3 separate regions of the Mus musculus genome follow, and all the other regions are linked to region 1. Evidence: chromatin contacts called from public HiChIP or PLAC-seq data. All regions are on one chromosome and are shown on one strand. Each heading gives the region's core, a stretch centred on a gene start, on an enhancer-like site or on the middle of the called end of the contact. The rest is flanking DNA. Distances are from core to core; before and after follow the strand shown. Region 1 holds the start of Fam98b (family with sequence similarity 98, member B). Region 2 has its middle 12 kb from the start of Gm13982. Region 3 has its middle 20 kb from the start of Gm32137.

What was found. HiChIP or PLAC-seq counts read pairs in DNA pulled down with a chosen protein or histone mark.
Region 2: a contact with region 1 is called in an H3K4me3 HiChIP or PLAC-seq map of the SCID.adh cell line, with 13 read pairs. The contact joins the enhancer-like site here to the promoter of Fam98b in region 1. A contact is called at or near these places in 2 of 39 promoter capture datasets (the HPC-7 cell line and embryonic stem cells), 1 of 15 datasets of contacts at CTCF or cohesin (large pre-B cells), 10 of 484 Hi-C or Micro-C datasets (the BV-2 cell line, the CH12 cell line, astrocytes and 6 more), 11 of 115 datasets of contacts at active chromatin or transcription factors (the 230-238 cell line, the SCID.adh cell line, T-cell acute lymphoblastic leukemia and 6 more) and 3 of 9 other capture datasets (embryonic stem cells, liver and pancreatic islet).
Region 3: a contact with region 1 is called in a Foxp3 HiChIP or PLAC-seq map of regulatory T cells, with 8 times the contacts expected there. The contact joins the enhancer-like site here to the promoter of Fam98b in region 1. A contact is called at or near these places in 6 of 39 promoter capture datasets (the 3T3-L1 cell line, embryonic stem cells, hippocampal neurons and 2 more), 1 of 15 datasets of contacts at CTCF or cohesin (CD8 T cells), 1 of 484 Hi-C or Micro-C datasets (CD8 T cells), 13 of 115 datasets of contacts at active chromatin or transcription factors (the 230-238 cell line, CD8 T cells, the SCID.adh cell line and 7 more) and 2 of 9 other capture datasets (adipose tissue and liver).

The regions. Positions count from the first base shown.
Region 1 is chr2:117,248,472-117,251,203 of GRCm38.p6, forward strand. Fam98b (family with sequence similarity 98, member B) reads left to right here and starts at 1,268. Exons shown (of 8, transcript NM_026620.3): 1 at 1,268-1,367. The coding sequence starts at 1,297.
Region 2 is chr2:117,404,286-117,406,985 of GRCm38.p6, forward strand. No RefSeq gene overlaps it. Among named protein-coding and RNA genes, the nearest start is that of Gm13982, 12 kb to the right of the region's middle. Within about 2 kb of position 1,411, at least 46 of the 459 cell types and tissues checked have an H3K27ac peak or open chromatin away from gene starts, as enhancers often do. A contact at or near this core is called in the 230-238 cell line, the CH12 cell line, the SCID.adh cell line and 4 more, where this site is marked.
Region 3 is chr2:117,458,472-117,461,270 of GRCm38.p6, forward strand. No RefSeq gene overlaps it. Among named protein-coding and RNA genes, the nearest start is that of Gm32137, 20 kb to the left of the region's middle. Within about 2 kb of position 1,445, at least 9 of the 459 cell types and tissues checked have an H3K27ac peak or open chromatin away from gene starts, as enhancers often do. A contact at or near this core is called in regulatory T cells, where this site is marked.

The sequences.
Region 1 (2,732 bases), core at 18-2,517:
GTTCAAGGTATGGTGGCACACACCTTTAATCTGGGCTACACCTTCTGATGGAGACCATTTAAGGACATTGAAAGAAGGGAGTCTCACTTTCTCTCCTTCGCGCCTGCTTGCCATGTGGGACTGAGCAACTGCTAGGTCCTTGGACTTCCATTCACAGCTGTTACTGACCATTGTTGGGAGTTGGACTGTAGACTGTAAGTCATCAATAAATTCCTTTACTATATAGAGACTACCCATAAGTTCTGTGACTCAAGAGAACCCTGACTAATACACCTTCCCCTTCCTTCTCTCCCTCTTCCTCTCCTTCCATCTTTCTTTCTTTCTTTCTTTCTCTCTCCCTCCCTCCCTCCCTCCCTCCCTCCCTCCCTCCCTCCCTCCTCTCTCTCTCTCTCTCTCTCTCTCTCTCTCTCTCTCTTTCTTTCTTTCTTTCTTTCTTTCTTTCTTTCTTTCTTCTTTTGCTGTTTGTTTTGTGAGCCAGTGTCTTACTTTGTAGCTCTGGCTGGCCTGGAGCTCACTGTATAGACTAACCTGGCCTTGAACTCAGGAGAAACATTGACTCCTGGGTGCTGGGATTAAAGGCATGTTGTGGCCTTGCTTTTATTTCTTATGGATGTTTCTACTGCATCTGGAGCTGTACCTTTTGTTGCTAATACATTCATAAATGACCAGCAACACAATACAAAATCTTGAATATGTATTTGAAGTGGTTCTGCAGATAGATGAACACAACAACTCACTTATTTGGTTCTATATTCATAATGAAATGATACCCTAGATCTCTTCTTATTAGAGCACTGGCACATGTATTGGCTCAATGGACTTATGTATATAGACATCCTGTTACTTTTTAGCTGGAGATCATTATAGTTTCCTTTTGGGATTTTTGTTATAAAAAGCAAGATGTATGTGTGTGGGGGCGACTGGAAAGTTGGCTCATTGGTTAAGAATGTGGCTGCTCTTTCAGAGGGCTTGATCTGTTGCCCTCTGCTGGTTTCCGGAGCATCTACACACACCTGACACACACCATAAACAAAAATTAAAAAATCTAAGGTGGGGTAGTATTCAACACCTACAGTAGAATCATGATAGTAAAAGATAGTGACTTCACATGGATAAGATCTAACACAAAGATGCTTATTTATTTTTTAAAAGTCTATTGTTGCAAACATGGCTTTTACGTTGCACCAAGCAGGGACTCCTCCACGGTTGCCACGGCTACAAGTCCCGGAACCTTGGCGTGCTGACGCTGGTTTCCGGCGGGATTTTTAGTGACGAACAGCTTTGGACCAAGCGACCATGAGAGGGCCAGAGCTCGGGCCCGAAACCAGCATGGAAGGGGACGTTCTGGACACCTTGGAGGCGCTGGGGTGAGTGTTCTCGTGGACAACTTCTCAGAGGAGAGGACGCTGGCCCTGCGCGTGGCCGCTGTGGCACGGGCGTGCGCTTCTCCCCGGAGCAGGCCTTGTGTACCGGGCGGTGCGCAGGCCTCTGCGCTCCGGGTAGCCGGGACCCTGGGAGCCGGCGGGAACGAGCGGCTGCAGCGAGAGGCCTGGCTGTGCCGGCCGTTTTCCCTCTTTCATTACATTCAGCCTGCAGCCGGCTCCTCCCGGGCCTCGGGGGGGTGGGGGGGGGAGCCCTTTGTATGGACGTAGATCCTGCTCCCGCCGCACCGCAGTTGCGTCTGGACTGTTGTGTCGCGCATGCTGCTCAAATCGGTGGCTTACTCAGGGCTGGGGGAGGACTCACTCCCGCTTCTTAGACTGAAGACTCTTAGTTAAGTGTGAACCCCTGCATTTAACCTTCTCCATTCCTTAAAGCACGTTTGTGTGGTAGGCAGGGAGAAACGACAGTTTTCAGAACGTCGTTACCACTTTAGGTGTTAAGAGGAACCCCGGGGTGGCGGTGATGAGGCGATCTGGACAAGCAGTGTTACTCCCCTCCATCCTGGTGTTCTTCCCAGCGCTTGCTCTTTTTACCTGTTTGTCACATGAACTTCACCCAGAGTTTGAGAAACTTGTCAACTTTCTTCACTGATGGACTCCTCCTGGCAACATACTAGAGTGGGGCCTGTCACAGCGATTGAAGAAAAAGTTCAGAGGAGGGTGTGTACTTGTGAGCAAAGGTCCAAACGGTTGAGGGTTAATAAACGGATCCTTTCCCCAACGTTGGCGCCATCTGCACAGACGTTTACCTCCTTAAGGTGGTTTCATTTTAGGGTAACTGCTCCTAAAGAAGTTTGAAACTATCATGCCTGGTTCCCTTATTTTCGTTCCCTCAAACTATTTTGTTCTTTTTTTTTCTAGCAAGTGTTAACTTTTGTTGCACCCTGATAATGCATACTTTGCTGCTACTCAGCATAACAGAACCTTGAATTTACTTGATCTTGAATAAAATGTTTGTTAAATAAAAAAACAGAACCAGCACGACAACATCAGGGCTATTTGTATTTCTATGAAATTTTCTTAACCCTGCAGGGGAAATATAACTAATACGAAGTTAAAATACCTTGGTGTGCGTAGGCTCCAGCTTGGATCCCAGACATTTACAATTTTTGGGATCTTGTAGCCATTTATGAAGTGCGAAGACAGTGGTTTTATTCTTCTTTGATTCCTGAAACATATTGTTTCTACCATAGCATTTAAGAAAGTGAAATTTGCTCTAATGTTGACATTTACTGAGAGACATTTGTTTCACATTATTCAATATGAGAGTTAAAACTGTTGCATACTTCA
Region 2 (2,700 bases), core at 161-2,660, 160 kb after region 1:
AGCTTTTATGGGTGCAGGTCATGTATAGAAGAAACTATCTCACAGTTGACCTCTTGGTCTTCTAACTCTTACAATCTTTCACAGCCTTCTCTGTAATGCTCCTTGAGTCTTAAGTGTAGGGATTGTATTGTAGATGTGAGCTATTCGTTATATTGTTGCCAGTTGTGGATGTCTGTAATGGTCTCCATTTGCTACAAAAAGAAGCTTCTTTGATGAGGGATGGAAGCTACACTTTCCTTTGAGTGTAAGCATACATATTTATTTTTGTTTTTGTAACAGGGAACTTCATTTCAGTGACATAAACTATAAACTGGCCCAAATCTAGCCATGGCCATTCCTTAGAATTATGTTGCTGTAAACTGGCGAGGTCACTCGCTGGCTGTTCATTGTACTTCCCCTTGGGTTATGCTTTGTAGTTTGACCTCTCTAAGGGTCCTGAGACTTCAGTCTAGAGGAAGTTCAGATTCTTGGTAAGGCAAAATCCCTTGGAGGAGATGATTTTGGTTCTTCAGACGAGAGATTAATGTACTAGAAAGGAAAGAAGAGCTGGTCCTGTTGTCAGAAGAGGCTTATATGACTAAGGACATAGTTGCCTACTCCCATGGGTTTTACCCCCCATGTCTCCATCAAACGTTCAGGTTCCCACTCCTTGCTAGTTAACATCCAAACTTTAATGTGGGAAAACCCAATAAGATAGGAAATTGATTTGTATTGCAATTTGTCCATTTGTGGAACAGATTTTAGATGTGGTTTTTGAAAATGATGTTCTGGGTATAGGAGATTATTCTGACTACCATAAATTTCAATTCCATCATGAAGATCTAGAGCTAGAAATGAAAGCTTTCAGATCATCATTTTTATTTCCTAAGTCCTCAAGCATACATAGAGTCAAGCAAACAAAACTTTGGGTGTTGACTTTGTATTTATGAGTCAGAGTTTAATATAAATGCAAATCACTCTGAATGATCCTGAATCATTTAAGAATAAGTGAGATATTTTAGGAATTTGATCTTACACAATTATGGGAGCTCTTAAAGAGTTTATGTGCAGTTGTTCCAGCTATGTGGCTACATATCTAAATACACACATGAGTATATGCAGATATGTTACACATGTATGTTTAGCATGCATATCTAATATACTGTCATGAATAAACATATAAGTTTAGATGTATGGCAAATTTGTAGTTCTTAGCAAAAAGAGTGGCTTAAGATAATTTGTAGCTCTCTCAATACAAATTCTGAGAAAAGCCAAATAAAATGTCCAAATTTCTATGAAAAAGAGAGCTGAGCTTGCAAGAAAAAAACAGGAAATACTTCCTTCCCAGAAATAAAAAGGGAACTGAAAAGCAGTGCAGTGAGCCTGTCTGTGTGAGCACTGTGAGCCTGTGTAGCAGGCAGTGAGCCTGTCTGTGTGAGCACTGTGCGCCTGTGTAGCAGGCAGTGAGCCTGTCTGTGTGGCAGTGCAGTGAGCCTGTGTAGCGGTGGTGGCCTCTCAGGAGTTATTTGTATCTGGGTTGAGGGGTGTGGGCTCTGGGAACCACAGGGTATAAAATAAGAATATAGAACTTTCATGATGTGTATGGGTTTGGGGGGGGGGGTGAATTGCAGGTTTCTGAAAAGGCCCAAAGATTGTGAGGCTAAGGCTAGACTACTAATCATGGACAAAAGAAAGAAGAAAGAAAAGAATGGGGGGAGGGGTAGAGTGACAAGCAGTGGCAAGAGGCACCACTGAAAGGACATCTCTTTCATCCTTCTTCGTGAATTAAAGAAAAGGAAAGGAAAGGGAAGGGAAGGTAAGGTAAGGGAAGGGAAGGGAAGGAAAGGAAAGGAAAGGAAAGGAAAGGAAAGGAAAGGAAAGGAAAGGAAAGAAAAGGAAACGAAAGGAAAGGAAAGGAAAGGAAAAGAAATAACCCTAACGAAAGATGATGGCACCATTGTTCTAGAGCTTGTATGGGCATGGAATCCAAATTTTACTGTCTACGTGGTCCAGGGATCCAGAAAGTAAAATAAATATGTGAGACTTCAGGATCAAAGACTAGGCAGTGATGTAGACAGTAAAAATACCAGCAGGGTATTGAGGATATAATTTCAAGTTGGATTTAACATAGAGGAAAGTGATTATATGTAGTGTAGGGATTTGTTGAATTTGAAAGGTTTTAATTTTCTTTCATTATTGATATGGAAGTAAGAAAGACTAGTTGAATAAATTTTTGTTGATGTATCTTGAATTTTGGGGGTTGTTTAAATGTCAATATAGAAATGATGCAGAAACCAGAAGAAGGCAGAAGAGAAAGGAGAGTATGTGAGAAATTCAACAGAAATACAGAAAAGAAAATGGGAATAAAAAACAGGGCTGTGCTGACGAGATGGCTCGGTTGGTGAAGTGTTCACAATCAGGCCTGACAAGCTGAGCTTACTCCCTTGTGCCCACAAAGTAGAAGGAAAGGAATTGGCTCCACAAGTAAGAAGTACAAAGTGACGTTATAGGAATAGATCCAAACAAATATCACAGCAATCATACATGGAAACTTGTTAAATTCATGCAGAGATTTAGACTGCATTAAGAAAAATCAATTTCATAGTATACTTACTGTAATGATTTCAAGATATAAATAATAATATATCAACTACACTACAGGATAGGCTCCACACTAAGGAGTAGTTGGCAACACAAACTGGAGTAGAAGGTTGCTTTGAA
Region 3 (2,799 bases), core at 195-2,694, 210 kb after region 1:
CACTGGAGCTTGCAGGTAGCAACAGCAGTAGTCTAGTGTGGGTGTGTCCTTAAGACTACTCATTCAAAGCATCAGATTTTATAAGTGAGATACAGAGTGGTGACAGGATGTTCCCAGGAGTTCATAGTCCCCCAGGAGAGCACAAGTCCCCAGGAGCTCACAGGATTCCCAGGAAAGCACAGGCCACAGCAGCAAAGGGACCATTCACCCTGTGCTGTTTGCTCATTCCATCTCTCTGGTCGGTCTAAGCATAAACAATGCAGTTGTGCTCTAGGATTTGGAGCTTGATCGTAATCTCAGTAGTGTAGGTGGTTACCAGTGTTCTGTGTATTAGTAGTTTAGGTGGTTCTCAGTAGTGTAGGTGGTTACCAGTGTTCTGTGTATCAGTAGTGTAGGTGGTTCTCAGTAGTTTAGGTGGTTACTAGTGTTCTGTGTATCAGAGTTTAGGTGGTTCTCAGTAGTTTAGGTGGTTACCAATGTTCTGTGTGTCTAATAGGAGAACATGGAGACCCACAAGGAGAAACTTTATCCTATCAGTCACTTGACATGCATGTCATGGCTTTGAGACACACAGATATATTGAAGGCAAGCTGGTAGGAAGCAATAAAGGACTCAGGAAGGAGATGACAGGCAATGTGGAAGTTCCAAACTTTGGGTTCTTTCCCACACCCTTTTAGTTGTTAAAATTTTCATAGGTGTCTGCTGTCCAGTGTGATGGATTTTCTAATGACATTTTCAGCAACACATATCTCCTATTTGGCCGTATTCACCTCATCATCTTTTCCCACTTTTGCCCCTCCCTCCCTCTCCCTTCCCTCCTCTCGTCACCCCTTCTACTCTCATGTTAGGTGTAAGTGTTATAATCCAAGTTCTCGTATGAGAGAATGGATACACATCTGTCTTTCTGAGTCAAACTTAATTTGCTTACTGTAGTGATCTTCAGGTCCGTCCATTTTCTATGTAAATTATATACTTTTGTTCTTTATGGAAGAATAAAATCCCATTGTGTTCTTATAAAATAGTATGAGGAACTTAAAAGGGATACATTCTGAGTCCAAGGGTAGAGAGGTTCACTGCACAAACTTGGTGATGAATCCTTAGAGGGATGCCTTTCCTACTTTCTTTCTACACACTCTCTCCCCCTTCCTCCTTCCTTCCTCCTCCCTCCTTCATTCCCTCCCTCCCTTCCTCTCTCTCTCTCCCTTCTTCCTTCCTTCCTTCCTTCCTTCCTTCCTTCCTTCCTTCCTTCCATCCACTCTTCCTTCCTTCCTTCCTTCCTTCTCTGTCTGTCTGTCTGTCTGTCTGTCTGTCTGTCTGTCTGCAAGTACAAGCTATGAGTTACTCTGCTAGGTGCTGAGGTTCACTTGTGATCATGCCAGATGTGCGTGGAAGCAGACCTTCTTTCATTCTGATATTTTCCTTCTGTGAGAGAGACTTCCTGAACTCATAGTGTTTGGGGAGGGGACAGGAAGAGCGAACTCTCAAAGGAAGGTGCATGAGTACCCAGCAGAGGACAGAGGACAGAATCTGCAAACATTGATTATTGCAGAAAGATGCTTCACCACTGATTCATGGCTTGTGAGTTTCAAGTAAAACTTTTTGTGGTTTCTAAACCATTTTCTATCTCATTTTCAATTTTGAGCTAGCCTCCACCAGAGAACACTCTGACATCCAAACAAACAGAATAAATGATTAAACAGACTGTCAATGAGGCGAATATGTCCACTGACCCAAGTTAAAAGGTGACAGATTCCAATTATGCTTAAAACATTCCCCTGGCGCACTGAGCCAACACTGGTGCCTTTTGCTGATATAAATGATCAGAATTCTTCAAGCTTGATTGTAGCTCTACCACGTGGAAGTGGAATTAAATGTTAACTTTTAATACTATTTTATTTTTATTTGTGTGTGTGTGTGCATGTGTGTGAGCGCACACGCATGCATGTCAGTGCTCACAAAAGTCAGAATCAAATACCCTGGAGCCGGAGTGACAGGTGGTTGTGAGCCATTCACATGGATGCTGGGAACAAAATGCATGCAACTTCTCAGGATCAGTTGGCTCAGGATTGCAAAATTCATCAAAGGCAGGAAGGGGAGTTTCCTGATTCCTCATACCTTCATCATCTCTGCCTACATGTTATTCTCTTTTTCCTGTGATTGCATGTGTGTCCTGCATTCCCATCCTCCTTCTGGAGGTACTTGCTCTACTGACTCTCCTCTCCTTGGATACCTATGTCTTTCTCCATCTTTGCTCCTATTTTTCTTTGCTAAGACACAGAGCATCTCAGATTGTAGATTATATTTGCTCTGAGCTAGACTGCTTGTGGTCCTTGGATGACATTACTTCTGCTATGCCTGTGTCTATAATGGTTTGGAGGAAAGTGTCCTACTGGATCTTCCAAGTCTAGCCAACAGCAATAGTTGTGCTGAGAACATCTTCGAAGGTAAACTCTGGATGATACAGGTCTCAAGTCACAACAGCAACTCTCAATCACTCTGGAAGTGTTCATGAATGGCTTCCAACTGTTCCATCATCTCAGTACCAAGTGCCAGTAACTCTAGAAGAATAAAATCTGACAGAATCCCAACTTACCTCTTTAACCAATCAATCTTCATTCTGCTTGACTTCTGGAATGGAAGAGAAAGCTGAGAAGTTACATCATTTAATAAGGCATGAGTATAATCCACAGTTGGTCTGGGTGCCTTTTAAGCCAATGTACTTCTGTAAGTGTGTTATTTGGGTTTTGAGGGAGAGGTGTAGAGAAGAGAATTACATCATGGACTTACTTGGAAAAAGCC